Linked DNA regions of Mus musculus: regions 2, 3, 4, 5, 6 and 7 are each linked to region 1. The links are chromatin contacts, called in public HiChIP or PLAC-seq and promoter capture Hi-C maps. All regions are on one chromosome and are shown on one strand. The core of a region is the stretch at or near the end of the contact, and the rest is flanking DNA. Distances in the headings are between cores, read along the strand shown. Region 1 holds the start of Lgmn (legumain). Region 2 holds the start of Atxn3 (ataxin 3). Region 3 holds the start of Cox8c (cytochrome c oxidase subunit 8C). Region 4 overlaps Cpsf2 (cleavage and polyadenylation specific factor 2). Region 5 holds the start of Slc24a4 (solute carrier family 24 (sodium/potassium/calcium exchanger), member 4). Region 6 overlaps Slc24a4 (solute carrier family 24 (sodium/potassium/calcium exchanger), member 4). Region 7 overlaps Gm30296 (a long non-coding RNA gene).

The links. Promoter capture Hi-C pulls out the DNA fragments that hold promoters and counts their contacts. HiChIP or PLAC-seq counts read pairs in DNA pulled down with a chosen protein or histone mark. Capture Hi-C pulls out chosen DNA fragments and counts their contacts.
Region 2: a promoter capture Hi-C map of the HPC-7 cell line shows a contact between it and region 1. The contact joins the promoter of Atxn3 here to the promoter of Lgmn in region 1. A contact is called at or near these places in 10 of 39 promoter capture datasets (the C10 cell line, the HPC-7 cell line, cranial neural crest and 6 more), 2 of 484 Hi-C or Micro-C datasets (B cells and muscle stem cells) and 10 of 115 datasets of contacts at active chromatin or transcription factors (bone marrow-derived macrophages, embryonic basal ganglia, embryonic hindbrain and 7 more).
Region 3: a promoter capture Hi-C map of stem cell-derived epiblast-like cells shows a contact between it and region 1, with 2.4 times the contacts expected there. The contact joins the promoter of Cox8c here to the promoter of Lgmn in region 1. A contact is called at or near these places in 4 of 39 promoter capture datasets (cranial neural crest, embryonic stem cells, liver and 1 more) and 1 of 484 Hi-C or Micro-C datasets (embryonic stem cells).
Region 4: a contact with region 1 is called in a promoter capture Hi-C map of the HPC-7 cell line. The contact joins the enhancer-like site here to the promoter of Lgmn in region 1. A contact is called at or near these places in 19 of 39 promoter capture datasets (3T3-L1-derived adipocytes, the C10 cell line, the HPC-7 cell line and 14 more), 26 of 484 Hi-C or Micro-C datasets (B cells, the C10 cell line, the G1E-ER4 cell line and 16 more), 13 of 115 datasets of contacts at active chromatin or transcription factors (VIP interneurons, bone marrow-derived dendritic cells, bone marrow-derived macrophages and 9 more) and 3 of 9 other capture datasets (adipose tissue, liver and pancreatic islet).
Region 5: a contact with region 1 is called in a promoter capture Hi-C map of adipose tissue. The contact joins the promoter of Slc24a4 here to the promoter of Lgmn in region 1. A contact is called at or near these places in 1 of 39 promoter capture datasets (hippocampal neurons), 1 of 115 datasets of contacts at active chromatin or transcription factors (embryonic stem cells) and 2 of 9 other capture datasets (adipose tissue and liver).
Region 6: a contact with region 1 is called in a promoter capture Hi-C map of the HPC-7 cell line. The contact joins the enhancer-like site here to the promoter of Lgmn in region 1. A contact is called at or near these places in 2 of 39 promoter capture datasets (the HPC-7 cell line and trophoblast stem cells), 3 of 484 Hi-C or Micro-C datasets (the HPC-7 cell line, embryonic stem cells and nephron progenitors) and 2 of 115 datasets of contacts at active chromatin or transcription factors (embryonic stem cells and large pre-B cells).
Region 7: an H3K4me3 HiChIP or PLAC-seq map of embryonic stem cells shows a contact between it and region 1, with 34 read pairs. The contact joins the enhancer-like site here to the promoter of Lgmn in region 1. A contact is called at or near these places in 5 of 39 promoter capture datasets (the C10 cell line, the HPC-7 cell line, cranial neural crest and 2 more), 8 of 115 datasets of contacts at active chromatin or transcription factors (bone marrow-derived macrophages, embryonic stem cells, epiblast stem cells and 2 more) and 2 of 9 other capture datasets (adipose tissue and liver).

The regions. Positions count from the first base shown.
Region 1 is chr12:102,438,162-102,441,702 of GRCm38.p6, forward strand. Lgmn (legumain) reads right to left here and starts at 1,567. Exons shown (of 14, transcript NM_011175.4): 1 at 1,470-1,567.
Region 2 is chr12:101,956,542-101,960,082 of GRCm38.p6, forward strand. It overlaps Atxn3 (ataxin 3), which reads right to left and starts at 1,702. Exons shown (of 11, transcript NM_029705.3): 1 at 1,593-1,702. The coding sequence starts at 1,616.
Region 3 is chr12:102,897,424-102,900,964 of GRCm38.p6, forward strand. Cox8c (cytochrome c oxidase subunit 8C) reads left to right here and starts at 1,883. Exons shown (of 2, transcript NM_001039049.1): 1 at 1,883-2,068; 2 at 2,822-3,111. The coding sequence starts at 1,943. The coding sequence ends at 2,914.
Region 4 is chr12:101,993,306-101,996,846 of GRCm38.p6, forward strand. It overlaps Cpsf2 (cleavage and polyadenylation specific factor 2), which reads left to right. Exons shown (of 15, transcript NM_016856.3): 9 at 3,514-3,541. Among named protein-coding and RNA genes, the nearest start is that of Cpsf2, 19 kb to the left of the region's middle. Within about 2 kb of position 1,731, at least 56 of the 459 cell types and tissues checked have an H3K27ac peak or open chromatin away from gene starts, as enhancers often do. A contact at or near this core is called in B cells, the G1E-ER4 cell line, the HPC-7 cell line and 7 more, where this site is marked.
Region 5 is chr12:102,126,937-102,130,477 of GRCm38.p6, forward strand. It overlaps Slc24a4 (solute carrier family 24 (sodium/potassium/calcium exchanger), member 4), which reads left to right and starts at 1,791. Exons shown (of 17, transcript NM_001362345.1): 1 at 1,791-2,583. The coding sequence starts at 2,454.
Region 6 is chr12:102,153,189-102,156,729 of GRCm38.p6, forward strand. The region is part of intron 2 of Slc24a4 (solute carrier family 24 (sodium/potassium/calcium exchanger), member 4); the gene reads left to right. Among named protein-coding and RNA genes, the nearest start is that of Slc24a4, 26 kb to the left of the region's middle. Within about 2 kb of position 1,818, at least 18 of the 459 cell types and tissues checked have an H3K27ac peak or open chromatin away from gene starts, as enhancers often do. A contact at or near this core is called in the HPC-7 cell line, where this site is marked.
Region 7 is chr12:102,723,928-102,727,468 of GRCm38.p6, forward strand. The region is part of intron 1 of Gm30296 (a long non-coding RNA gene); the gene reads left to right. Among named protein-coding and RNA genes, the nearest start is that of Gm30296, 15 kb to the left of the region's middle. Within about 2 kb of position 1,979, at least 44 of the 459 cell types and tissues checked have an H3K27ac peak or open chromatin away from gene starts, as enhancers often do. A contact at or near this core is called in embryonic stem cells and hippocampal neurons, where this site is marked.

The DNA.
Region 1 (3,541 bases), core at 317-2,816:
CTATAAATAGAAAACGCTCTGCAGGCCGCAGCCTCGCTCTTCTCCTGCACACTGTACCATCTCTGATCGTACCTAGCAGCCCCACAGTGAGTGCCCTACACCATCCAGGTTCCTGTGAAAGCCCCACACACACAGCATACACATAGCAACATCGCCTACTGACACATATGTCCAAGAATGTGTCCCCATCAATAAACAGTGTCTTGGGCATGGTGTAGTCTCTCTCTTCCTACCACTGCTCTAACTCCCCTGGGGGTGACTGTGGTGCCCTTCTGGTCTTCAGTGTGACCTCCTCTAACACTTTCTACCCTACAAACCCGATAAGGTAAAGAGAAATCTACACTAAAAGCAGCTCACTGGGTATTCAGGACAACACCTAAATTCCCCACCCCACTAAAGGGCATTTGAGATACACGTGACATCCTCCTGCATCAATTCACTCCACACATGTAATCCCTTAATCCAAACAGGCTCCACAATCCCAGGTCCAAAAAACGCTGTTCACAACTTCACCTTGCTGTTCTCCAGGTAATGCACACCCCTCCTCCGACCCACTAGCCACTCCCTATCTCCATGGCTCCAACTTCACCCCTCTCCCCTCCACACCAAGTCCTAGTTCCTCCCAAATGAGGTTTGGGTGTTGTCTCTGTACACAAAGGACTATCTCTACCCCCAACAAAATAAATTCGTCTCAAAAATCTTTGCAAAGAACACAGCATGGTGCCCCAACCCTGTAATTCTGGCCTTCAGAAAGCTGAGGCAGGAGGGTCGCTGAATTCAAAAACCAACCTCATGGCTACATGTTGAGTTTGAGGAGGCTGTCTCAAAGCAAAGAAAAGCTTACCTTACTTACTCCAGCCCAATAAATATTTGGTTTGCAGACCCAGAGTAAAGAATATTCCATAGGGCATACAGCTGTAGACCACAGGGCGAGTTTCAAATCCTGACCACTCATTTTCATCTATAAAATGGACCACGTGACAGACATTCCATCCTCCAGCCCTTAGGGTCTACTGTACTTAACACAAAATAATCCTAACCCTATGGGGCCAGGGACCACAAAGGCTAGCTTTCACTATCAAGGAGCATGTGAGCCTCCCTGAAACCCACTAGCTCTCGCCAGGAATATTTGGGGTATTCCTGTCGGGGTGTTTTTGTTCAGATCGGGAATCGCCCCTGTCTACTGGTGTACTGATTCAAGTTAAAAACATCAACAACAAACCCGGGACTCTGCCAAGAGCTGCCTGGCTGTGAAACCTTAGTAAACCGACTCCTCCTCCTGCCTCAGTTTCGCCCTCCAGGGCAACCCGCCGTTCCAGCAAAGCACACTCGCGACACAAACAAGTCTCCGGCTAGGAGCTTTCAGAAGGGAAATATTACTCAGAAAGGGTCGAGGGATGGAAAGCCTAGCCAAAAACCGCTAAGTCACCTCTCATGGGGCGCGGGTCCTCCCCGGGGTCCCCGATTACCTGGGCGGGTGATCGCCGCGGTGACTGCAGAACCGTGGGAATTCCGGGCGTCGCGCAGACTCAGAGCAGCCACCTCTAGAGTCCGCCCCGCTGTGATTGAGCTGCGGCAACACAGATCGCTGAGCCCGGGCTACCTGCGCAGCCTGATTTGTGCAGCCTCGGAGTGTGGCGTATAAGGAAACCAATAGAAGCTGAGACTGAGGCCGGCAAGCCAGAAAGACTACGAATCCCAGTGTGCGTGGGCGGGGCTTCGGACCCTGTGGGCGGAGCTTTAGGGCCCTGTGGTCAGAGGTTGGGGCTGCGTCTTCTCAATGAGCTAGGCATGAGCACCTAGGTGTCTGGGGACTCTACGGACAGTGAGTGAGAAGTCGCGCGAACTAACTGGTCTCCAGCCTTGTCAGCGCACTGGACCTACGGATGCTACCCCGTAGTCCACCCACAACAAAGGACTGTTGTTTTGGGGTTTTTTTTGGTCTGCCTTGGCCTATGATCACAACACCCACCCCACCCCCAACCTCCAGAAATGTATGGCCACCCCAGCTCTACAGACAAGACATCTGACAAAATCAAGGAGCTTAATTTTTTTCAGGCTCCCAAGACACTTTCAGTGGCGGAAGCTAACCTTAGTAGTCTGGTTCCTGAATGCTAAAATCCTAATTCCCTGTCACGTCCCAAGTGTTCGGTGTCACAGTGAGCTGGAGAGGAAGTAAAATACTCTATATGCAAGTTCCAGAAGCTGGTGCTCAGTGAATGAGTTGGATGGAGTTGTGACAGAGTTCATGTAGTCTTGCCCGAGTATACCAGGACCCAAAACAGGGCCAACTCATTTGGCCTGGGGCTTACTGGTCAAGCTAGACTGCTGGCCAGTGAATCCAGGAGATCAGCTGTGTCTTTCTCCCTAATGGTCACACAAGTTTGTTACACTTTGAGCCATTCCCCACCCCACCCCCCGTCCCTGAATCTTTCCCCCTCCTCCCCCCAAGTCTTAGGCCTGGCAACCCACAGCAGGTCTGCTCCCTATCTCGGTTAATAAGATCATAGCCGCATCTGCCAGCTTAGTATTATCTCTGGCCATGTTTGCAGACAAGGAGAGTTGAATCATTGTGAGAGACTGTAAGGGCAGCAAAATGAAGATAACAACGGACACTTGGAAGAAAACATTTGCTGTCACTGACCTTAGCATACGGCCACATGGCCTAGGATCACAGCTTGGAGGTGACCTTGGGCTTCAAGTCAAAACCCTATGATGAAACATGCCTTCCGGTCTTCCACCGTGAGTATTTGAAGCACATTCATGGACTCACTGAACATATTTACCAGGCCCCTTTAAGTGCCACACATAGCCAAGTATTGAGATAAATAGGATTTTATTTCTTCCCCTTGGGCATTAGAAATGTGTCCTTAGCCACTTCCTATCTCACCCAAAATAAAAGGTAAACTTTGACGGTTAGGCCTTAATAATGAAAGGGACATCCTGGCCTGTGGCCTGATGTGTTCAGACAAAGGACCTGGGAAAACCTTTTCCCTCCCTCAGCAATAGTTGAGTTGAGTGGACCAGAAGAGAAGGCACTGTAAGTGGATACCTAGTAGAAGATGCTGGGGGTTGCCAAGGTGATAGCCGGGGAGCCCAGGAGACCTGCAAGGCGATGCCAGAGAGGTCTGAGTCCAGGCCTGGGAGCACAGTTGAGCTCTGCTTTCAAGTTATCTGGATTCAGATTTCAACCCCACACCCACTACAAGCGTCTTGCCCGGAACTAGCTCATCTTCTCGGTTTCCTCATACCTGGCAGCAGCTAAGTGCCCCATAAATATAAGGTTCAATGGTCCCTTGGGCAGTGGGTGTAACTTGAGAATTCTTTTCTTTTCTGGGACAGGGTTTCTCTGCGTAGGCCTGGATGTTCTGGAACTTTCTCTGTGGACTAGGCTGGCCTTGAACTCAGAGATCTGACTGCCTCTACCTCCAGAGTGCTGGGTGGGAATAAAGGAGTGTGTCACCTCTGCCCTCTTGAGAATTCTAATGAGGAAAAACAAGGTAGCTTGGTATGGTTGAATACACCTATAAATCCCAATGCC
Region 2 (3,541 bases), core at 452-2,951, 480 kb before region 1:
TGTATGGTTTGCAACTTTGGCTCCTGGCTGCTGTATTTCCTTCCCTTTTCTCCCTTCCCCTCAGGGTCAAGACCACTCTGGGTTCTCCCAAATATGTCTGCCCCTGGCTCTGCTCTCCCAAATCTCTTTAATAAACCTTCTCCTCCGCCATCCCTAGGAAAAGTCATGTCCTTCCCATTTCTTTTTTCATTCACCCTAGAGATGACTCAGTGAGTAAACGGGCTTGCTAAGAGCCTGAGACACCCGGAACTCACACCAAGTTGGGAAGAGAGAACTTTATAAAGTCCTCCCTGACCTCCACACCAGCACATACACACAAACAGTAACTTTTTTTTTTAAATAGAATGAATGGCAAGAGTCTCATGAAGCAGTGTATACAGTGTTCAAAATATAACATGTTTAAAATGGGTCTTATTCCAAAACCTTTGGAAAATTAATTACAAATGAATGTGGGGAGGGGGCCGGGAGGGGGAGCTCACTCAGTCATAGCACGTGGCCATCATCCCAGCCAGCTCTCAGGAGGCAGAGACAGGACGATGGGAGTCTGGAGCCAACTTGGGCTACAAGAAATCCTGTCACAAACTAACTTGTTCCAGTTCCAAAACACTCAAAATGTCTTCTTAAGAGCACTTCATTTAACAACGTCCTTAGATTCACATCATTTTTGTCTTTTTGTTGTGCGTGGATTTTAAACACTATGAGTCAATGCTCCTTTACAAGTGATAAAAACAAAGGCCTTTGCTCCCAACGAAATAATAGTCTCAACTAGCAACCCTCTCCAAACCTAAAATGATTATGAAACATGGTTGTCCGAGAAACACCCAAATGACTTGATAATTGTATGCGAACATAGACCAGTTTCTCAAGATGTCACAGCAATACTTTTAAGCGTAGTCACTTAGGAATTAAGGTGAGGAAGAGACTAAGCCAAATCACACAGTAGAACGATTCTAATCTATCCATAATACCTAAAAACAAAGCTGGCCTCCTGGTCCGGAAAAATGGGAGAACAACCCAAACATCCCCGTAATAAAAACTCTTATGACGACTTCCCTCCGGGGTTTCCTACTTTACTTCCGAAGTGTCAGGCCCTTTAATGGGAAAGCCACGGTCACAACTGCAGAAAGACGTGGGATGGATAATCAAGATCTAAATGCATGGAGCATTCCATTATAGAACTGAGTTGAGAGAGAAAGTTGGATCTGCCAGAGGACAGGTTAGGGGGCGTGGGTGGAGTTGGGAAGGGTCCGCCAGGTGCTGAAAAGGCGACTCGCTAGACTAGACCCTAAGAGAGAAGAGAGAAGAAACCCGAAAAGGTGTGGCAAGTGGACAAGGAACGCCCGCGCTAATCCTCCGGGTGAAGCCCCCCGAAATGCCCAGGCTACCCGCCCGGTCTTCTAGGGCGAGGGTGCCGGGAACGCATGCGGGAGGCTTCACGAGCGGAGCCATGGGGAGAAGGCAGGAAGCACCCCTCACCCAGCCAGGTCGGGATGGGGGCGCTCGGGCCCCGCCTGAGTTCCTGAAGCGGCGTCGCTGCTCCCCACGCCCGCCGCCGAGCCGAGGACGGCTCCCCACCGAACGCCCACACTCACTTTCTCGTGGAAGATGGACTCCATGTTTATTTGTCTGGAGCCAACGGCCCCGGCGCGGAGCAGCCCCCTCCAGCAGCTCCGCCCCCGGCCCCACCCCTCAGCCCCGGTCCGCCCCGCCCTAGCCACGTGCCTCTCGCCAACCAATCACTACTGCGGGCGCACGTCACGAGGCACGCGAACCCGGGAGCACGGGACACGTGACCTGGGCGGCGTTGGTCCTCCCCGCGGCAAGCGTGATGCTGCGGCGCCGCCTGCTGTGCGGAGGAACTTCTCTACGCGGGACAATCTTGTGATTCTAGGGTTCTAGAAGAGAATCCTCGCAGCCAAGTTTTAGGTTCTTTTTTTTCTTTTTTTTTTTTTTTTCCATCTCCACCTTCTTTGGTCCTTTCTCCTCATCTTTATGTGAGCAACTCCTCTCCCACTGAAGACTTCATTCCAGAAGAGGCATTCTCCACATACCTAATATTTGTGTAAAAACTATAGCTAATGTTTAGTTAGGACTGACTTAGAATAGTCCAGTTGTAAGCGCAATTTAATACGGCATTTTTTGATGTGTGTGTGTCTTTTGTAATATTATACAAATAAAGAAATGTAGGTACGAAGAAATTAGCACAGCACACTGTCCAACATAGTTGGCTGTTGGAATGAATATCAGGTCCTGGGGTAAATACGCCATCTCTGAAGGAGGAAGCGTTGGTGAGGAAGTGAAAAATCCAGCAAAATATTGAGTGGCTCGCGCAGGGGATGGGGGTGGGGAGGGGGGGATTGACAAAGATTAAGCGTTGTATTGGGCGTTGTATCTTGTATGGTGGAACCATTTTAGGTTCTTCAATGTAGCAAAGGCCCAGTCTCCTAAAGGCTCATTGTACCTGAAGGTAAGGAAGGCATATGTTGTGTTGGAGGACAGCTGCTCTATGCCAGCCTGTAGCCAGGGTTACATAGGAGGACCCTGTCCACCACCTCCCTACCGGGAAAAAAAAAAAAAAAAAAAAAGCTACAGGCGGTTAAAGATTTTTAAAACTAGAGACATGGGGTCAAATTAGGATTTTAGAGGATCACTGGGGAACAATACTTGAAAGGCATTTGGGGAGAAATGAAGAGACTCTGGTGGTCAGGACTCCAGTAGTGATTTGAGAATGGAGAGAGACCACTTTGAAGCTTTAGGAAACAGAAGACTTTGATGAGGGACTGGGGTGGGATGGGGGTATTGTTAGGAAAGACTTGTGGGTTTCTGCTCTAGGTACCATGTAAAGCAGAAGTGATACTCCAACCAGAAATACTTTACAGAATGAGTAGGGTCTTGGGAAGAGAAGAAAAGGCTTTTAATTTAGAAAATACTGAGCTTAAATATCTCTGCAACTAAAGGTACTTATGATGGTTTGTATATTCTTGGACCAGGGAGTGGCACCATTTGGAAGTGTGGCCTTGTTGGAATAGGTATGACCTGGCTGGAGTAGGTGTGTCACGGTGGGTGTGGGCTTAAGACTCTCACCCCAGTTGCCTGGAAGTCAGTCTTCCACTAGCAGTCTTTGGATGAAGACTTAGAACTCTCAGCTCTGCCTGCGCCATGACAGCCTGGATGCTGCCATGCTCCCACCTTGACGATAATGGACTGAACCTCTGAACCTGTAAGCTAGCCCCAATTAAATGTTGTTTTTTTTATAAGACTTGCCTTGTTCATGGTGTCTGTTCACAGCAGTAAAACCCTAACTAAGACAGTCCTTCTGTAGAGTGATAGATGACAGGCCTGGAGTTTTCAGAAGCTGTTTTAAGCTGTGAGGTGAGAGTCATTGCTGTTTAGAAGGGCTGGAGAGATGGGTGTGTCCTTAAGAGCATTTGCTGCTTCTCTTGTACAGGACCTGGGTTTGATTCTCAGAACCCACATAAAGGCTCACAGCAGTTGGTAACTCGAGACTCAGGGGATCTGTTGCTTCTGCAATGTACCTGGG
Region 3 (3,541 bases), core at 633-3,132, 460 kb after region 1:
AACGAATGGCTGAAGGGAACCTTGGAGGAATGATAGAGGGCAATTTAAGTAGGCCTTATCAACAGTGGAAACCAAGTCCAGTTGATGTCTCTTCTTGTCCCTTCCTTGCCACATACTGGTGGTCACATGACAGGTTGGGAGAGCTATCACTCTCTCAGTACAAGTTGTTGACCTCTTTATGAGGTCTAGATGAGGGACTAACAGCCCGTCATTGCCCTGCTGAGTCCAGTACGTCATTTGGCCTGGTTTTCCTGATATTTATTTATTTATTTATTTATTTATTTATTTATTTATTTATTATTTACTTATTATTTATTTATTTATTTAATGTATGTGAGTACACTGTTACTGTCTTCAGACATACCAGAAGAGGGCATCAGATCTGTGTACAGGTGGTTGTGAGCCACCATGTGGTTGTTGGGATTTGAACTCTGGACCTCTGGAAGAGCAGTGAGTGCTCTTAACTGCTGAGCCATCTCTCTAGCCCCTGATATGATTTTAGTATATCCATGTGCCTTACAGTTTCAACCCACTCCTAAAAAAAATGTATAGAGCAGCACAATACACTTTCTACTCCCCAAACAAGGCACTTATTATCTCAAAGGTTATTTATACAATAGGCTTGCAAAAGAAATATTTATGATATTAAATTTCAAAACTTATAATAATCTATTCTATTTTTCTATTGATGAATACAAATTTAGTTGTTGGTGATTTCTCATCTTCTCTTCTGGGCCCAGATTCTCTGTACCGTGAATCTTTTTAACATCATCATCATCCTATAAAATTTCTTTCTTTCTTTCTTTCTCTCTCTCTCTCTCTCTCTCTCTCTCTCTCTCTCCCTCCCTTCCTTCCTTCCTTCCTTCTTTCTTTCTTTCTTTCTTTCTTTCTTTCTTTCTTTCTTTCTTTCTTTTTAATGTTTTTTTTTTGAGACAGGGTTTCTCTGTGTCCTGGAACTTGCTCTGTAGATCAGGCTAGCCTCTAACTCATTGATCTACCTGCCTCTGCCTTGGGATTGAAGGCGTGCACTATCACTCCTCAGGTTAAAAACCTGATCTTAGTCTTGTCTCTCTTTTCTCTTTTAGTTCCTTTGTTGCCTTCCCTCCCTCATCCCTTCTCACCCCCTCCTTTCTTTCTCACACAGCTCAGGCTGGCCTCCTGCTCTAACCTTAGCCTAGCATGCAGGGCCTTGACCTCCCAACCCCCTGCTTCCAAACTAATGCTGGAATTACAGATGTGGTCCACCATGCATGGCTTTTCTCTGTTCGTTTGTTTTCATTGTTAAGAATTAGTTTACAGGTAGGGAAGAAGAGTTATCAGCAAGTAAAGCAAGGCTAAAATAGACGCACATTTACTTTGCTCTGGTTTGTGAAAGGATGAGCTATAATGGTTTTAGTTCATTTACTGATGTAGTATGCATGGAGCCCGGAGTTAAAGCGTCAGGATCACAAAAACTAATAGAAAAGGAAGTTAAAAAAAAAATACCAGGAACACGATCTATGGAAATTTTAATTTATATTCTAGAGCAGTGTAAAAATGGTATGATATCTGCTATTGACTAAAAGCAACGGAATACTGAGCAATAGCTATAGATGTTGGCAGCCAATGGTCCCTCACCTTGTGTTAGGAGAAGAAAATCAGAAAATCCTGAGTGTGGCTTTGGGACTGAATAGGTTTGGCAAAGAGTTTGGGAGAGGGCAGGAAGCTGGACTTGTGAGGACATAGGTGGGAAGAAGGTAGAGAGTGGCAGGGCCAAAACACATACAGCGGAGAAGCAGGGTCGGGTAAGAGCTCAAATTCCATGCAAAGGGCTTGAGTGGATGGTGCGCATGCTCAAACCAGCTGCCCGCCCTTTCCTCGCGCACACTTTACCAACGGCCTTTGACTCCGACACTGGTGGTCTCCGGTTTGCTCTGTCTCAGTGGCCCTTTTCTGACCTGCGATGTCTCGCCTGCTGCTACTCTGCTCTTCGCTCCTCCGCCACCGTGCAGTCCTGTTCTCGAAGCCTGGCCACCCAGGCCGCCTCAGCCACTCAGAAAGCCCACAAAAAAAAATCCTGTCGCCCACGGTGAGGTAGAACCCACTTAACGGTCCAAATGGGTGTGGAGGGGGGAGTGTGTGGTGTGTGTGTGTGGTTGTGTGTGTGGTTGTGTGTGTTGGCAGCTTCAGTTGTGGGGTCACTTTGGATGGCGGTTCAGGGCGAGGATGAGAGTCCCAAGTAGGACCTGGCTCTCCATTATGGAGGCACAGGGTCCTCGGTTCACTCCAGGGTAATCTACCTGCCTGGTGGCCAAGACATAGCATTTTCTCTAAAAACTGGTGGAGAGACGCTAGACATAGTTGAGCTTCCAGAATCCAGAGGTCAGAAACCGGCAACTATTGAAAAAAAATGAGTTTTTGAAAATTCAGTTGAATACAAATGGAACACGTTGCAGGACCCAAGACTTTTTTTTTTTTTTTTGGTCATATGACAAATTTCACAGCATACTTTTGTGGATGTGTGCACTAAAGTGCAGGTATCTGAAGAGGCCAGAGGTGTTGGATCTGGAGCTAGAGTTGACTATGTCCTGCCTGATGTGGATTCTGGCAACCAAATTTAGGTTCTCTGCAAGAGTGGTATAAAGTTTTAGCAGATGAGCCATTTCTCCGACCTCTGAGAAAGATCTTTAGCTGGGTGTATAAGGAAGGGGAAACACCCAGAGTTTTGTGCATAAAAGCCCACAAAGTCGGTGTTCTGCTGCCAACCTCCACGCCTCTGCCCATAAGCCGTTTTACTAGGCAGTGGGCCATACTCATTAATATTCCTTTTCTTCTTTTCCAGGAATCAGCTGTTGGGATTGTCGTGTTTTTTACGACCTTTTACATCCCAGCTGCATATGTGCTAAGCAGTCTGAAGTATTTCAAAGGAGAGTAGATACAGGATGTCCAGGAGCAGCACGGCATGGCTCCTTTAAATGGGAAAAAGTGCCTGTTTGAACCTCCTCTGACGAGTTAGTCCTATAACTGTCTGTGATGTTCTACACTTCGGTTTGTTTTTGGACTGTGCATCATATGGACGACGAACATAATCTGCTTAAGTGTTAAATAAAATGGAAACACTTGTTTGTGCTTAGTATTGCTTTCTTTTTTACTTATTTTGTTTTGGCTTGAAATGCTAGGTAGCCAACCCAAGTGCTCGTGCGTGGGAGACACTCTACCACTGAGCCACAACCCCGGCAATTGTCTTCTGAATATTATTAAAGCTGACAAAAATTTATTAAAATTACAGTGAGAAAATTTATAAAAATTACAGTGAGAAAAAAATCAATGAGGATTGTTATGAAAGGTTGCATCAAAAGTTTTGTGGATGTTGAGTACGTGAATCTAATAACCTCAACTGTGAAAGATTAAACAGGCTTTGAGGCCATGGCGGTTTGAATGAAATGAGCCCCCACAGCCTCAGAGGGAACGGTACTATTAGGAGGTGTGACCTTGTTGGAGGAAGTGTGTCACTGGGGGGTGGGCCTTGAGGTTTCCAGTGCTCTGTCACTCTTTCTTTGCT
Region 4 (3,541 bases), core at 481-2,980, 440 kb before region 1:
TGGTGGCTGTGCTGTTTCTTTGCTACAGAGGTGCTTTGTCATTTCCTTATGCTTTGGGGGAGGGGGGCAACCCATATTCACTGTGGTCACACAGGGTCTGGTTTTTATTGTTTTGTTTTGTTGTATTGAATAGGGTCTCACTGTATATCCTAGCTGTTTTTGTAGACCAGGCTGGCCTTGAACTCAAAGAGATCTGCCTGCCTCCTCTTCCCAAGTACTGGGATAGAAGGGTATATACCACTGCGCTCAGCAAGCAACCAATCTTCTGACCCACGCACATTCCACACACACTGTTCAGTGCACTGCTTATCCTTAGCAGTTCTGCCTGTAGGAGAATCGCATGATTTACCCTGGCTGGCTCCTTGTCCTCTCAGTCTGTTTAAAGGGCCTCAGCTACAACTATCTAGTTGGTACAACTTTGTATTATTTTTGTTAGTTTTTATTACCAAGTATTCTTTATTGTTGTCTTTTGCCACCAAATTGAATAAAGTTCCAGAAGAAGAGGAAATTTTTTCATATTCTGAGTGGCCAGACTAGTGCCTAATATCCTAATCTGCTGGTTACCATCACAATGACAAAGGCTGAGTTCCTACCAGGCCAGGTCACTGACACACCAGCGTTTACTATGGAGTCTGACTTTTCATGAACACACAGTGTCTGAGAAACCTAAGCCTTGATCATTTAGAAGAAGAAACCCAGTAATCTTAAAATAGTAATGTTAAAACAATTAACAGACTGGAAGTTTAGGATTAAGGAATTAGGCTAGATTAGGAAAAAAGCATAATTTGGAATGATATAGTGCAAGTGTAGAAGCAATATATCTTAGGGCCGATTTTCTGGAAGCTTTATTAATACAGCAGTTATTTCAGATATCTGAACTGGAATATAAAACAGACGTATGTATGTATGTATGTATGTATGTATGTATGTAGATGGGGTCTTGTTACATAGTTAGTTCATCCTGGCCAGAAACTCTAAATTCTTCCCCCTAAGACTCCTGAGTTCTGAGATTACAGGTTTGAACCAACCAGGAGGCCAAGACAAACTTTTTTTTTTTTTTTTTTTTTAAACAAGAGGTACAAGTTAAATCAAGGAATTAAATACTTATTTAAAATTTGTGGGCAAGGTATCTATGTGAGTTGCTAACATTTTATAATTTTAAATCATGTTTCAAGTAAGCTACTAGCCAAATGTGAGATGCCACATTTGTGAGCATTTGTCACTTAATTTGGAATTAATTTTTAATTTTTATTTTGAAATAGTTTCAAATTTAACCAAAAGTTGCAAAAAAATAGCGTGAATGTTTCAACTACCCAATTGTCAGGGTTTTAGCTGGATTTGCTGTATCACATCTTTATCACACAAGCAGAGCATTACACACACATTTTGAAAGAAATAGCAGTTATTCTAGCCTTGCCTTACCTTGGATAGTACTACAGTGTATGATGTGGAAACAGGAGCCACAGAAAAAAGGAGATAAACTCTGACCCTGCCAACTCTAGCCGGTTGGTACAACAGTGTCCTTTTAAGTCACGTGTTCCAGTTTTGTCCAAGAGTGCCCAGGAGTACATGTTGCATTGATTCCTTGTGAATTGACATTGAAAAATTGCTAATAATTTTTAGGTTAGCATGCAAAGTGGTGAGTTTCATTATAGCATTTTCATCTACACATGAGCTGCTGTGCTTTGCTCTCCCCCCTGCCCACACTCGCTCCCTTCCTTCCTCAAAATAGTTCCTCTTTCTGCTCTTACCAAGCTTATCCCATTACTGTCTCTACTTCTCCCTTCATATCTCTTCTGCCTTTCCCATGATCCCCTTTCTAGTTCATGATCTCCCAACATATACACACACACACACACACACACACACAAATTAAAATCTAGGCTCTGTTTGCATTAACTGTTTTCTTATTCTTTTATATATGTGGATGCTTTGCCTGCTTATATGTCTGCACCACGTGCATGTCTCGTGCCCATGGAGGCCTGAAGAGGGTATGCCTCCAGACAGTTGTGTACTGCTATGTGTATTCCAAGAATTGTAGCCAGATCATCTGGAAGAGCAGTCAGTCCTCAACCTCTGAGCCCCTTGGTCTCTTTATGTTTTTAAATCGTTATGTATATACACGTGTATATACACATGGTGCACTCATGGAAGTCCAAGGACAGCTTTCTGGAGTTGGTTCTCTCCTTGCACAGTGGGTTCTAGGGTTGGAGCTTAGGTTACGGGGCCTTCATGGCAGTGAAGTGTTTTCCTCACTGAGCCATCTCGCCAGCCCCAAGGATTCTCTAGTTTTCAAGGTACTCTGATGATAAAAACTGCTAATTCAGTTGTTGCATGTTGATGAATTTGCCCAGTTCTTATTATTTTAAATGTTACTACTATATACTTTTTAAAAACATCTCTTTTAGTAGATTGAATTCTAGAAATAGGAAGATCTATGTCATAAGACAAGCACAGTTTAATTTTTGTTAGCAAATTATCTTCTGACAGTTTGCTAATAATATCTGCTGGAAACACTGTAATGTACCTGTCTTAGTCAGGGTTTCTCTTCCTGCACAAACATCATGACCAAGAAGCAAGTTGGGGAGGAAAGGGTTTATTCAGCTTACAATTCCATACTGCTGTTTATCACCAAGGAAGTCAGGACTGGAACTCAAACAGGTCAGGAAGCAGGAACTGATGCAGAGGCCACGGAGGGATGTTCCTTACTGGCTTGCTTCCCCTGGCTTGCTCAGCCTGCTCTCTTATAGAACCAAGACTACCAGCCCAGAGATGGTCCCACCCACAAGGGGCCTTTCCCCTTTGATCACTAATTGAGAAAATGCCTTACAGTTGGATCTCATGGAGGCATTTCCTCAACTGAAGCTCCTTTTTCTGTGATAACTCCAGCTGTGTCAAGTTGACACAAAACTAGCCAGTACAGTACCCTTTGCCCAGGTAGCAGTTGGCATTTCCAGTCTTGCAGATTAAGCAAATTGTGATAGCTTCTATGTGTTACCTGTGTCAACAACCACTAATAAATTAAGTGATGTGTCTGTGGCTATAAGCCGTCCGTGTTCCTTACTGTTTAAGTGTCCTCTGCATAGTTTGTCCTTTTTGATGTGGCATCTTTTTCTTGATATGGAGAGTTCTTAGGAATGCATGGCTTCTGACGGCCATAGTACAGCCGTATTTTCATCTTTTCTTTCAGTTCTGTGAGATTTTAAGACTTTTATTTTCTCTATGTGTTTTCCATGTATTCTCTATCCATTTTTTTCCTTATGACTTTGGGGCTTTCTGTGACTTTTCTCCTTCCCTCTCCTCCTTTCCCCAGTTGACTGGCGTAACGTAACAAGTTTGACATAAATCCGTCAGCTCCCACAGCTCACTCTTAGTACCTGTAGTCTAAGTGAGCTATAATGTTGTGTCATGGAAACCTGACTAATTTCAGAGAAGAATTCACTTGATGACGCATCTCATGCCCGCTGCCCAGCTTTCCTGACACTGCCTTTGCTTTTGTCTATATTTCCTTAGCTGAGGAAACGTGTGAAGCTTGAAGGGA
Region 5 (3,541 bases), core at 541-3,040, 310 kb before region 1:
TTCCAGTTTATAAATCTCAGATTTGGCCATGTTTTGCTATTTATCTACCTGCCCACTTTGCCTGCCTGCCTGTTCTTTTACTTTTTTCTTTTTCTTTTTCTTTTTTTTTTCCTATACTTAATAAACTCACCTATTCTACGGACCATACTGAACAGTATAGAAATGAAGATGCTGGGGCTGGAGAGATGGCTCAGAGGTTAAGAGCACTGGCTGCTCTTCCAGAGGTCCTGAGTTCAATTCCCAGCAACCACATGGTGGCTCACAACCATCTGTAATGAGATCTGACGTCCTCTTCTGGAGTGTCTGAAGACAGCAACAGTGTACTCACATACATAAAATAAATAAATCTTAAAAAAAAAAAAAGAAATGAAGATGCTGCAAACAATGGCACCCCACCCCGCCCCCACCCCAGCTTTCTGGGCACTTCTTACCTGTGTCCCTCTGCTTGCCTAAGAAGTACAAAGGAACCTTGCTGGTAGTGGCCAGCTAGAGGAGGCATTTGGGACAGTCCCCAGAAGGGAAGTCCTCACACTTGACTATGCTCAAGATCTCTAGGGAATCTGGTTAAAAATGCACATTTTAGCTCAGTAGGTCTAAGAGTAGATTTAAATGTGCAACCTGCCTGTCTCCTATACTCCCAGGCAATGACTTGGCTGCTGTGGACCACCCCGTAGCCTAATGAGCAGCAAGGGAATGTTTGGCGCTCAGAGCAAAACACTTTGAGAATCCCACTTAGCATCTGAGGGACAGGCCCCCCTTTAGTTCAGGGTTCCTTGAAAGCAGACATTGGGTCTTAATACACGTTGTTGTTGTTGTTGTTGTTGTTGTTGTTGTTTTGTTTCTTGGCTGGATGGCACTTGGCACAGAGCTCACAAATGGCGGGTATGTATTTATTTAATTAAACACAGTTGGCTTTGATCCAAAAATGGTTTTAAGAGGAGTTAACCCCTAAATCAGCACAGGATAGAAAACCGACAGGGAAGTCTGAGTTAGAGATCCTTCCTGATAGAGGTCCCCTCCACTTATTTGCGTCTGGATGACACCTCCACTGCTCTTCGGAAATTTCACTGCGCCCACATTTTAAAAGCGGCTTACACTAGAGAGCCGAAAGTAAGAGAGGTGGAAAAACAAACCCAAACCAGAAAGCCTTGCGAAGCTGTGAGGTTGCAAAACATCAAAAGCTCCCAACTGTTGGCAGCAGAGCCGCAGAACTGCGGGGTTTCTCCCTCTGTCAGATTACCAGCATTTCGTAGGTCGGTGTTGCGCCCCCGCCACACAGGTCCCTAGGTTACCCAGAGAGCCTGGCAGGAACTGGTCCCGGCGGGCGTCGGTTGGCTTGGTGCAAGCCTGTTTCTTAGCACTGAGCTAGCAATTAAGCTACTTGTGCATTGGAGACCTCCGGGTGGTAGTGGTGACCGCCTTGGGTCGCTGCGGGGGGTAGGGGGTCTCGGGGAGCCAGGACCCGTGTGAGAGCCCTACAGAAACCCTGGTTCTGAGAGTCCTTGGTGATGCCATAACCTGTTCCACCTTATAGCAATCACAAGAAGCTGAGGACTCATTTTGGCTCCGTAGGGTTAGAGAGAGAGAGAGGAAGGGGTTTGGAGGGAGGCAAGGAAAGGGGATTATATTGGTCAGTAGTTGAGCCTCTCTTGGGGGAAGGGAGAAGCGCACTGGGCGAGCGCCCTAGGGGAGGTGTACACGTGCAGGGGAGGGGGGGGGGATGAGAGGCGGGCAGGCGGGAGGGGAGGAGTAGGGAGGCGAGAGCAGCTTGCGGGAGGCGCCACGGCCTCGCAGACACAGGCTCTGGCCGCCTAAGAGCCAGAGAGAAAGTTCCCGGGACAGTTCGCCCGCGGGAGGGCCCAAACTGCGGCCACTGGCCGAGAGGGTCTTGAGTTCTGAGAGTGCTGCGCGCGGTCCTTCTGCACGCACTTAGCTGCCAGGGCCCTGCTTTCCGAGAGAAGCAGAGGAGCCTCGCAGGCGGGCAGCCGGGGCGGCCGGGGCTAAACTTGGACGAGGAGGATGCTGCGAGTGGGCGCGGCGGCGCGGGGCGCGGGGGCGCTCGCCAAGCACTGATTGCTCCCGGCGGACTCCGAGCGCGCTGAAGAGCAGTGGGCAGGTAGCGGCTCCAAGCGCCCGGACTGCGCCAAGCCGACAAGCAGGGCCGCCAGCGCCACCGTGCAGGCGTCGTCTCCTCGCCACGGAGTCATGGTGCGAGCAGCGCGCACGCCCCGCGCGGAACTCTGAGCTCCGGCCGTGCATTGCTCCCCCTCCTCTGGTATTCCCATCCGATCTCCCCGTGACTGCCTTGTTCGCGGACCATGAAGCTATCTCCCAGAGCCCCTTGCCTCTGAGCTACGCATCGCCCCGCTGCAGCCCCAACGCCGCTGGGCCACAGACAGCGCTCCAACCCTTGAAGCTCGGGATCTTCTTCCAGGGGCGCGGGGCGTACGGAGATGGCTCTCCGTGGACTCATCCGGCAGAGCAAAGTTCGCCGGAGGCGAGAGATGCTGCCGCAGCAAGTTGGCTTCGTGTGCGCTGTGCTGGCCCTGGTGTGCTGTGCCTCCGGCCTCTTTGGAAGCTTGGGTAGGTGTGGGAAAGGATGTTTTCCGCTGGAGGAGTTGGGGGGCTTGAGCTCTGACAGCTCCAGCTTCTTCTCTGTCAGATTGGTCCCCAGGGTTTTCCCTTCCCGCTCAGCGGGCAGTGCTCACCCAGGAGTGCTGAGCCTCGAGCTGGACTGTGGCGACGTTCTGCCGAACTGCTCAAGCTCCCTGGGGGTTCCGGACGTAGTTGTAGGTGTGCTATTGGGATCAAAGCCTGCACCACCTCTGTCCCTGGAGTGTGCGGGTAATGGGCAACTCATGGCAGCCCAGGGGTAGAGTCTCCCGCTTTAGGATGTGTGAAACTGAGCAGCCCCCTTTTCTGTTCTGCAAAGCTGTGCTCCATCCCTCAGAGACCCAAATTCTCAGGCTTAGTCTCTGCTCTCCTCCTTGCACCTGCTCTGATCCAAATGCTTGGTCTTCCCCAAACCTAAACGGAGCGGGGGCAGTCTGTCCCCGTGGGAGATTGCTGCCATGTTCCAGCATCCCTTCACTCAACTCTGCTTAATCCCCACGGAGAGGGAGGGCTGGCGTGCATAGCCATGATCCACGCTCCTCCAAGCAGAAGGCGACCTGGGAGTCTGTTAAGACATGCAAATTTCAGACGGAGTGGGGAAAGAGAAGAAACTTATGAAATATTTATTTCGGGGTGATTTGGGCTCGTGTTTAGCCTTTAAAGAATGTTTAGTGCCTAGATATTTCAGAACTAGTGCTGTTAACATTTGGGGTGACACCCCCCCCCCCCGTGAAATAAATGTTGTTAACCTAGCCAGAGGCACAGGAGGAGGGCATCTTTTTTGAGTGGTTAGTGAGGCCATTAACATAGTATCTTGGGATCATTAAGAGATCGGTACAGCGACGTTAAAAACAAGTGAAACCTGGTTAAATTTTTAAACAGAAAAAGAGACATCACTCTCTTTCAATACCCAGACTGTGATTTGGGG
Region 6 (3,541 bases), core at 568-3,067, 280 kb before region 1:
AGGGCACACTAATCCCAGACCCGTTGCCAGCCTTAGTTTATTTATCCCAGGGAGTTAACGGTAACTCTTAGTCAGGGACTAACGGACTGATAGGATACATTGTATGTGTGTGTAGGGGGGTCTGGGTGTGAATATATATATGTATGTGCATGTGTATGTGACAGGTATGAATGCCTGTGAGTGCATTAGCAAGAACAGAGGAGGGCAGTAGATGACATGCTCCAGCACTCCCTATCTACCCTATTCCTATGGGACAGGGTCTCTCACTTAACCTGGAGTGATGTTGGTAGGCAGAGGGTAAGTAGTGATCCTCCTGTCTCTGCCCCCTCCTCCACCACAGCACTGGGGTTGAAGGCATGGCCTCCTGGTCATGCCTGGCATTGGATGTGAGTACTAGGAGTTTGAACTTTGGTTCATATGTTTGCACAGCAAGCAGTCTTATCCACTGAGCCACAACTTTGGCCCCAACCTTAAAATATTGAGACGAAATCTCTCACTGGAACTTAGAGCTTCTTGATCAGGCCTGTCTGAGCATGACTTCTCTACACTGTGACTTGGCTTTGACTTTTTACTCTGCTGTCAAACCATTTGGAGCTATTTGGATTACAAAAACAACAACAAAAAACAAAAAACCCCAACCTTTTAGGGCTGGAGAGACAGCTTAATCAATAGCACACTTACAGAGCAAGCAGGAGGACCTGAAATTGGGCCTGAAACCCAAGAGTAGGAAAAGCTGGCAAATCCCCGAAGCTTGCTGGCCTGTCAGTCTAGTCTGTTTGTGAGTTCCAGATCAGTGGGCGAGCCTGTCTCAAAGTACATGTACACGGTGCCTGGGGACTTTCAGACGCATGCGCATGTGAAGCACACACACAGGCACACACACATTTGAAGAATTATGCCTTGTGCTTAGCTGTCTCATTGGCAGATTGGTTCTTCTTATTTTAAAAAGAACAGTTGACGTACCAGAGCTGCTTGTACATCCGTGCTGTCCCCAGATGAGCATGCAAGGGTAAGAACTGATTCTTCGCGAAGAACCTCGGTCTCCTTATTCATGAGATGCCAAACAGAGCGTCAGTGCAGAGTCACATTTAGATTCATTAAAGTGAGTTAAGCTCTGAGCACGTGACCTTGTTCTGAAACAATGACTTAGTAATATTTTTATACTGAGTTTTGTTCTACATCAGGGGTCAATCAGCTGTCTCTGTAAAGAGAGCACAGACTATGTGTAATCTGCAGCAGCCATTCAACTTGGCTATTCTAGAATGAATCTGTAAAGGAATGTGTTACAATAAAACTTTATTAACACCGGGTTGAGGTCACAAAGCTAATAGGCAGTTCTCAGTTTCTACAGCCTGGGGCTCCTATTCCAGCTCCATGCTACTCACCATCAGAAACAGAACTAGCCACTGACTGCTTCAGGGTTGACTGTTGCTTCCTACTATGGGTCCACTTTCTATCTGAGAGTCAGACTAAGTAAAGGCTTCAAACATGCCTTCGCGTTTCTCCAAGTTTTATTTAAGAATTGTTTTGGTGAAGGCTTTCTGGAGCCTGGGACCACTGAGATGTGGAGTCTGATGCTTTTAAATGCCAGGCATTGCTTGCAATGAGTGACTTGTGAGAGTGGAGAGAGGACTCAGGATAGAAGGCAGACTATGCCAAGGGTGGGTTATGACCCAGTTTCAAGGGAAAATGCCCATCCATGGGCTCAGGGAAGCCCATCAAACGGACCATCACAGAGCCTTTCTTCCAGGTAGGAAGGCTGGCTTGAGGCTGGCTTGAGGCTGGCTTGCTGCATCCTGACAGCTCCCCCAGGTTCCCATTATCTAAGGAAAGCAGCTGGCAGGCATTTCCTGAGAGCAGAGGAGGGCATTTCCTTCAGTCTCTTTAGGCTAAACTTTTCAAATTGAGCTAATTGCAGATTCATGCACAACTGGAAAAAATACTTCCATTTTCTTGTCTGTCTTACTTCCATCTCCCAGTGGTAGAACTTTTGAAAACTCCAAGACACTATCACAGTCAGGGTGCTGACATTGCACAGCCAAGACACAGAGCTCATCTGTTACCCCAAGAATGATTTATTTTGAGTCAAGGTCTCACTATGTATTCCCTGGCTGGCCTGCAACTCGCTCTGTAGACCAGGATAGCCTAGAACCCACAAAGATCTGCCTGCCTATCTCTAGGAGTAAAGGCATGTGCACCACATCTGGTGTGAATGTAAGCTTTTGTTGAAATTTGGGGACCTAATGACCAGAAGGGTGACTAGAGTGTGTTAATGACTCCCATTTTCAAATATTGCCTGTAGCTAAGGTAAGAGCCTTGTTGCCAGCACTTGCATCCGAGAGCTTTGCAAATGAGCATCTTCCTAAATGGAAACTCGTGTGGGTTTGAGGATGAACCACACAATGGGTCCCACTGGGAAGAGCTTTGCCTCTTCGCCTGGCAGACACTGGACAAGAGGAAGATAGGGGCTGACCACAGACATTACCTTCCCTGCAAAGCAAAGATCGTTATGGAAACTTGCCATGGTGAGCAGAATGAATTTGCTCATGCCGACTGCAGGCAGGTGAATGTGTGGAACCTGCTAACATCTTCTCCTACACACTCAGTAGAACAATGGCTACCACTGACTAACCTATGCCATTGACAGCACAGGTAGACTTGGGGGGAAATCTCCTAAGAGAGGGAGTCAGGACCAACTGCTTCCCCCCCACCCCCCAGTCAGAACCCTGGCTACTGGGTTATAGAGTAAGTGTGTTGCAGGGCCTGGGGAGATGACTCAGTGAGTAAATCACTTGCTGAGAAAACAGGAGAACTTAAGCTCCACCTCTAGAACCCATGTAAAAACAGCTGGATATAGTGGTGCACAGCTGGAATCCCAGCACAGGGGAGATGGAGTTAGCTGGCCCACCTAGCCTAACTGGTGAGTCCTGAGCTAGTAAGAGACCTATCTCAGAAAACACTAGAATCTGATCTCTGGACTCCACAGGGGTGTGTGTGTGTGTGTGTGTGTGTGTGTGTGTGTGTGTGTGTGTACAGAGGAGAGAGAGAGAGATGCCTCACACAGATGTCTGGTCTTCAGTAAGTCAGATGGAATCTCAGCATTACACCCTTACTTTCAGGTACTCTGATTAAAACCTGCAAGAGAGAGACTCAAGGGCAGTTGGTCATACACCTCAATCCTGAGCAGCAAACACACACATGAACGAGCATGTGGCTCACCCACAGTCAGTTCACTGAACCATGGCTGGACTCAGGACCGTTTGGAGATCAGGGTTTGGGTTCCCTTGCTAAGGACCCAGGATGCAGGTGTCCATCCTAAGTGAAGATGATCTCAAATTTCCCTTATCCATCCATCCATCCATCCATCCATCCATCCATCCATCCATCCATCTCAAGTGACATTGAAGGCATCTAAGTGTGTCCATTTCTAGTCCCCACTCTGCTAATGGCTGTCCTAAGTTACCAGCGAAACCACCTGATTCTTCAAATTAGCAGAGTAGCTGATGCTCATGAGAAAGAAGTAGGTGTGTGGAGTTTGGCC
Region 7 (3,541 bases), core at 729-3,228, 290 kb after region 1:
AATATTATATATATATATATATCACTTCTGTTCACACCCCCGCTGTCTGGAGCTTAGTTGCAGAACGTGTCAATCTGTAAGGGAGGCTGGGAAGCAGGCAGTAATTAAGCCACTCTGAACCTGGCTAAAAATAGTTTTACCATGTAAGAAAGGGGTAGCAGGAGCCGGGAGAAAGTGAGCGCTTCTCTCCTGTGACAAATTCCTCATTTGCTTTCCTTAAGCAGAGCTGATTCTTTTACACATGACCAGCAGAACACAGACTCATAGGCAAATGAGACACTAACTTTTACCCACCGTTCTTGATACCAGGCAGTCCAGGGTGACATCCCTGTCTTTTTTAGTTGGGTTTTTTTTCCAGTGAATATATTTAATTTTTAATATTTATTTATTTTTAAGACAGGGTCTTACTATGCAGACTTGGCTGGTCTTGAATGCTCAAAGATCTGTCTGCCTTTGCCTCCCAGAGTGTTGGAATTAATTAAAGGTGTGTGTCACCAGCCCCTAATTTTTAAAATTTATTTATTTTATGTGCACTGATGTTTTACTTGTATATGTCTGTGTGAGTGTCAGATCCCCTGGAGCTGGAGTTACTGACAGCTGTGAGCCACCATGTGAGTGCTGGGAACTGAACCTAGGTCCTCTGGAAGAGCAGTCAGTGCTTTCAACCACAGAGCCATCTCTCCAGCCCCAGACTTAGCTACTTTTAATTGTCATGTGTATGAGTGTTTGCCTGAATGTATTATGCTTACATGTGTGCCAGTTGTCTATGAAGATCAGAGTCCTTGGACCTGGTGACTGTAAATGATCGTGTGCGTGCTGGGAACCCAACCTGGGTCTTCTGTAATAGCAAGTGCTATGACCCAATGGCCCATCTTTCCAGGCCCCCATTTAAATTTTTAAAATATTTATTCATTCAGGGGGCAGGGCATACTCAGGCTACAGCATGTATGCCCAGCATGTTGGTCAGTGGTCAGAGGATAGCTGAGTCACCTCTTTCCTTCAGCTAGTCTCTCCCTGAGACTGAACTTATATTGTCAGGCTGGGCTGCAGGGGTATGACCCACTGAGCCATCTTCCTATGCCATCTTTTATAGTCCAGATAGCAATTCAGTAAAAACGTTTGGACAAGTGAGGAGATCGATTATCAAGGTGACAACAGGACTTGCTCTTGTCTCCAACAATGGGACAGCTAGAATAGGAGCCAAGATTTCTGGTAGCCTCACGCTCAAGTTCTTGGCATCACACTTGTCCTGCAGTCTCTCTGCCTGTGACCCTGGTGATGGGAATACATCATCCATTGCTGTCCCCTGTCTGCATTCTGCTGGTGCCAGGCCTATCTGGGTTGCATCTTCCTTTAACAATGTCAATGACATCCTGGGTGACACACCTTTATGCTTAGTCAGCAGCTCCACCCTGATCTCATGATAAGCACTTTCTCAGTTGGGGACACACCCTGACATCCTTCAGTCATGCTGATGCCCATAGATGCGAGAGAAGCCCTCAGCATAGTGAAGATTCAAAAAGGGACATAGTGATATAGATGCTCTAGTTCTAAGGCAATGGTGTGTCGGGGTCATGGCCAGAGGGGGCTACTACGCGGGCGGGAAGTGGGTAGGGAGAGCAGCAGAGAATCTCTTGAAAGGAAACTGTCTGGGTTCCTAGGAGACGGCCCACCAACTTTCCTGATTAAAAAAAAAAAGCCAACCGAGGCTTCATACACGTGTAGATGGTGGGACAGCTGAGCAGGCCAGGGCTGGGGGAGAGGGGGTGGTAAGAAGCCAGTCAGTGGAGATGTACCAGGAGTGAACCTGAGGGTGCCAGGAGGACAGGGGACACCCATCCTCCAGAACATGGACTTCAGCCCCAAGGACCTTGGCATTTATGGCCTGGGTGAGTCTGTGCCCACCCACGGCTATGACACAGAAGCCTCGGGACTCTGGGCTGGTTCAGGATGTCCTCCTGGCCCTGAGATGACTATGCATCAAACTGGCTTCCTGCCAGCATTACAGAAGGCTTCTTCAGAGCAGCAGCAGTCTAAGCACACATAGGAGTTGGCTCGGCAGCCAGTTCACTTAGAAGGTCTGGGCTGTAGCTTATGGGACTCTCCAGAGGGTGGAGGGGAGAGTGCTGGGAAATGCATATGGTGCTCTCAGGGAGGGGTTCCTGCTTGGTAGCGGTTTCCAGTTTCTGTAGCTAGCTGACTGCCACCCACGAACGAACTATGTAACTATGCACAACGGGCTCTATTAGCCAGTCTGGGCCTGCCTCCACACACAGATGCTCACACCCTGTCTATTAGAAAAGCATAGAGGTGCGTTTTGAGGTCTGAGACTAGAGAATGATGGGAGTCTTGGTCTGTCTGGAGGCAAGAGCTGGGACGCTTCCATAGCCTAGGCTATCTCAGTCTCTCCCTCTTGATTTGCATTGTTCGGGGTCCACTCAATCTCCTGTTGTAGCAGATTGGTATCTGTGCCTGGGTCAAGGAGCTAAGGATCCCTCTTGCTCACTTTTGCTGGGCTTTCGTGTCTCCTGACAAGAAAGAAACCAGACTGCAGCTGATCCTCTTTCTGTCCCAGTTTCAAATTCCCTAGAGGATGCCCATTGGTCCCGCTTGGGTCAGAGGCCCAGTCAGCTATGACTAGGGAACAAGAAGTTGTTATATATAGCAAGATGGTAGCCAAGGTTGAGGAAAATAGAAACAAGACCATTGAGAGAAGCTCAGTGGATAAAGAAAGGCACTTGCTGCCAAGCCTGACAACCTGAGTTCAAAACCCAGGCCTGTCATAATAGAAAGAACCAATTCCTACATGTTATCCTCGACCCTCACGCCCTCCATCTCTCTTCCTTCCCCTCTTATTCTTTTGTGATGAGATTTCAGTACAGTTCAGCCTGGCCTCAGATCACCATTCACCTGCCTCAGCCTCTTGGTGCTGAGACCACAGGCTTGTGCCACCACAACCTAGCCTGTCACTGAGCTATTTGAAAGAGTAGACACATGTGGTAGCACATGTCTTTAATCCCAGCACTTGGGAAGTAGAAGCAGAGAGATCTCTGTGAATAGGAGGGTTGGTCCTCATAGCAAATTCCAAGCTAGCCAGGACTCCATAGAGAAGCCCTGTCTCAGAAACAAACTAATGCAAAAAGTCAAGCACACACATTACAGAATTTCACGCTGCGGGATTAGTCATGCCCAAGGAAAGGGCAGAGGCACTTCTACCTCCAACAGCAACAGCCACTCCTCTATGCAACCCAGCCCCCCAGTTACACCCAGACTTACGTCGTAAAGGTCTCAAAATGTCTTTCAATGATTGCTGTCTTCAGATCTGGTGTTCAGAGGGTCTTGGCCTTCTGGTCTGGATCAGCAACCAGAAAGCCCTTCCTAGCGTCACTTACGTAGCTGTGACAGTAAGCAACTGCAGGGAGGAAGGAGTTTATTTCAGCTTACAGTTCCAGGTTATAGTCCATCCCTGTGGGGAAATCAAGGCGGGAACGCCATGCAGCTAGTCACAGTACATTCATAATCAAGAGCAGAGAGAAGCGAA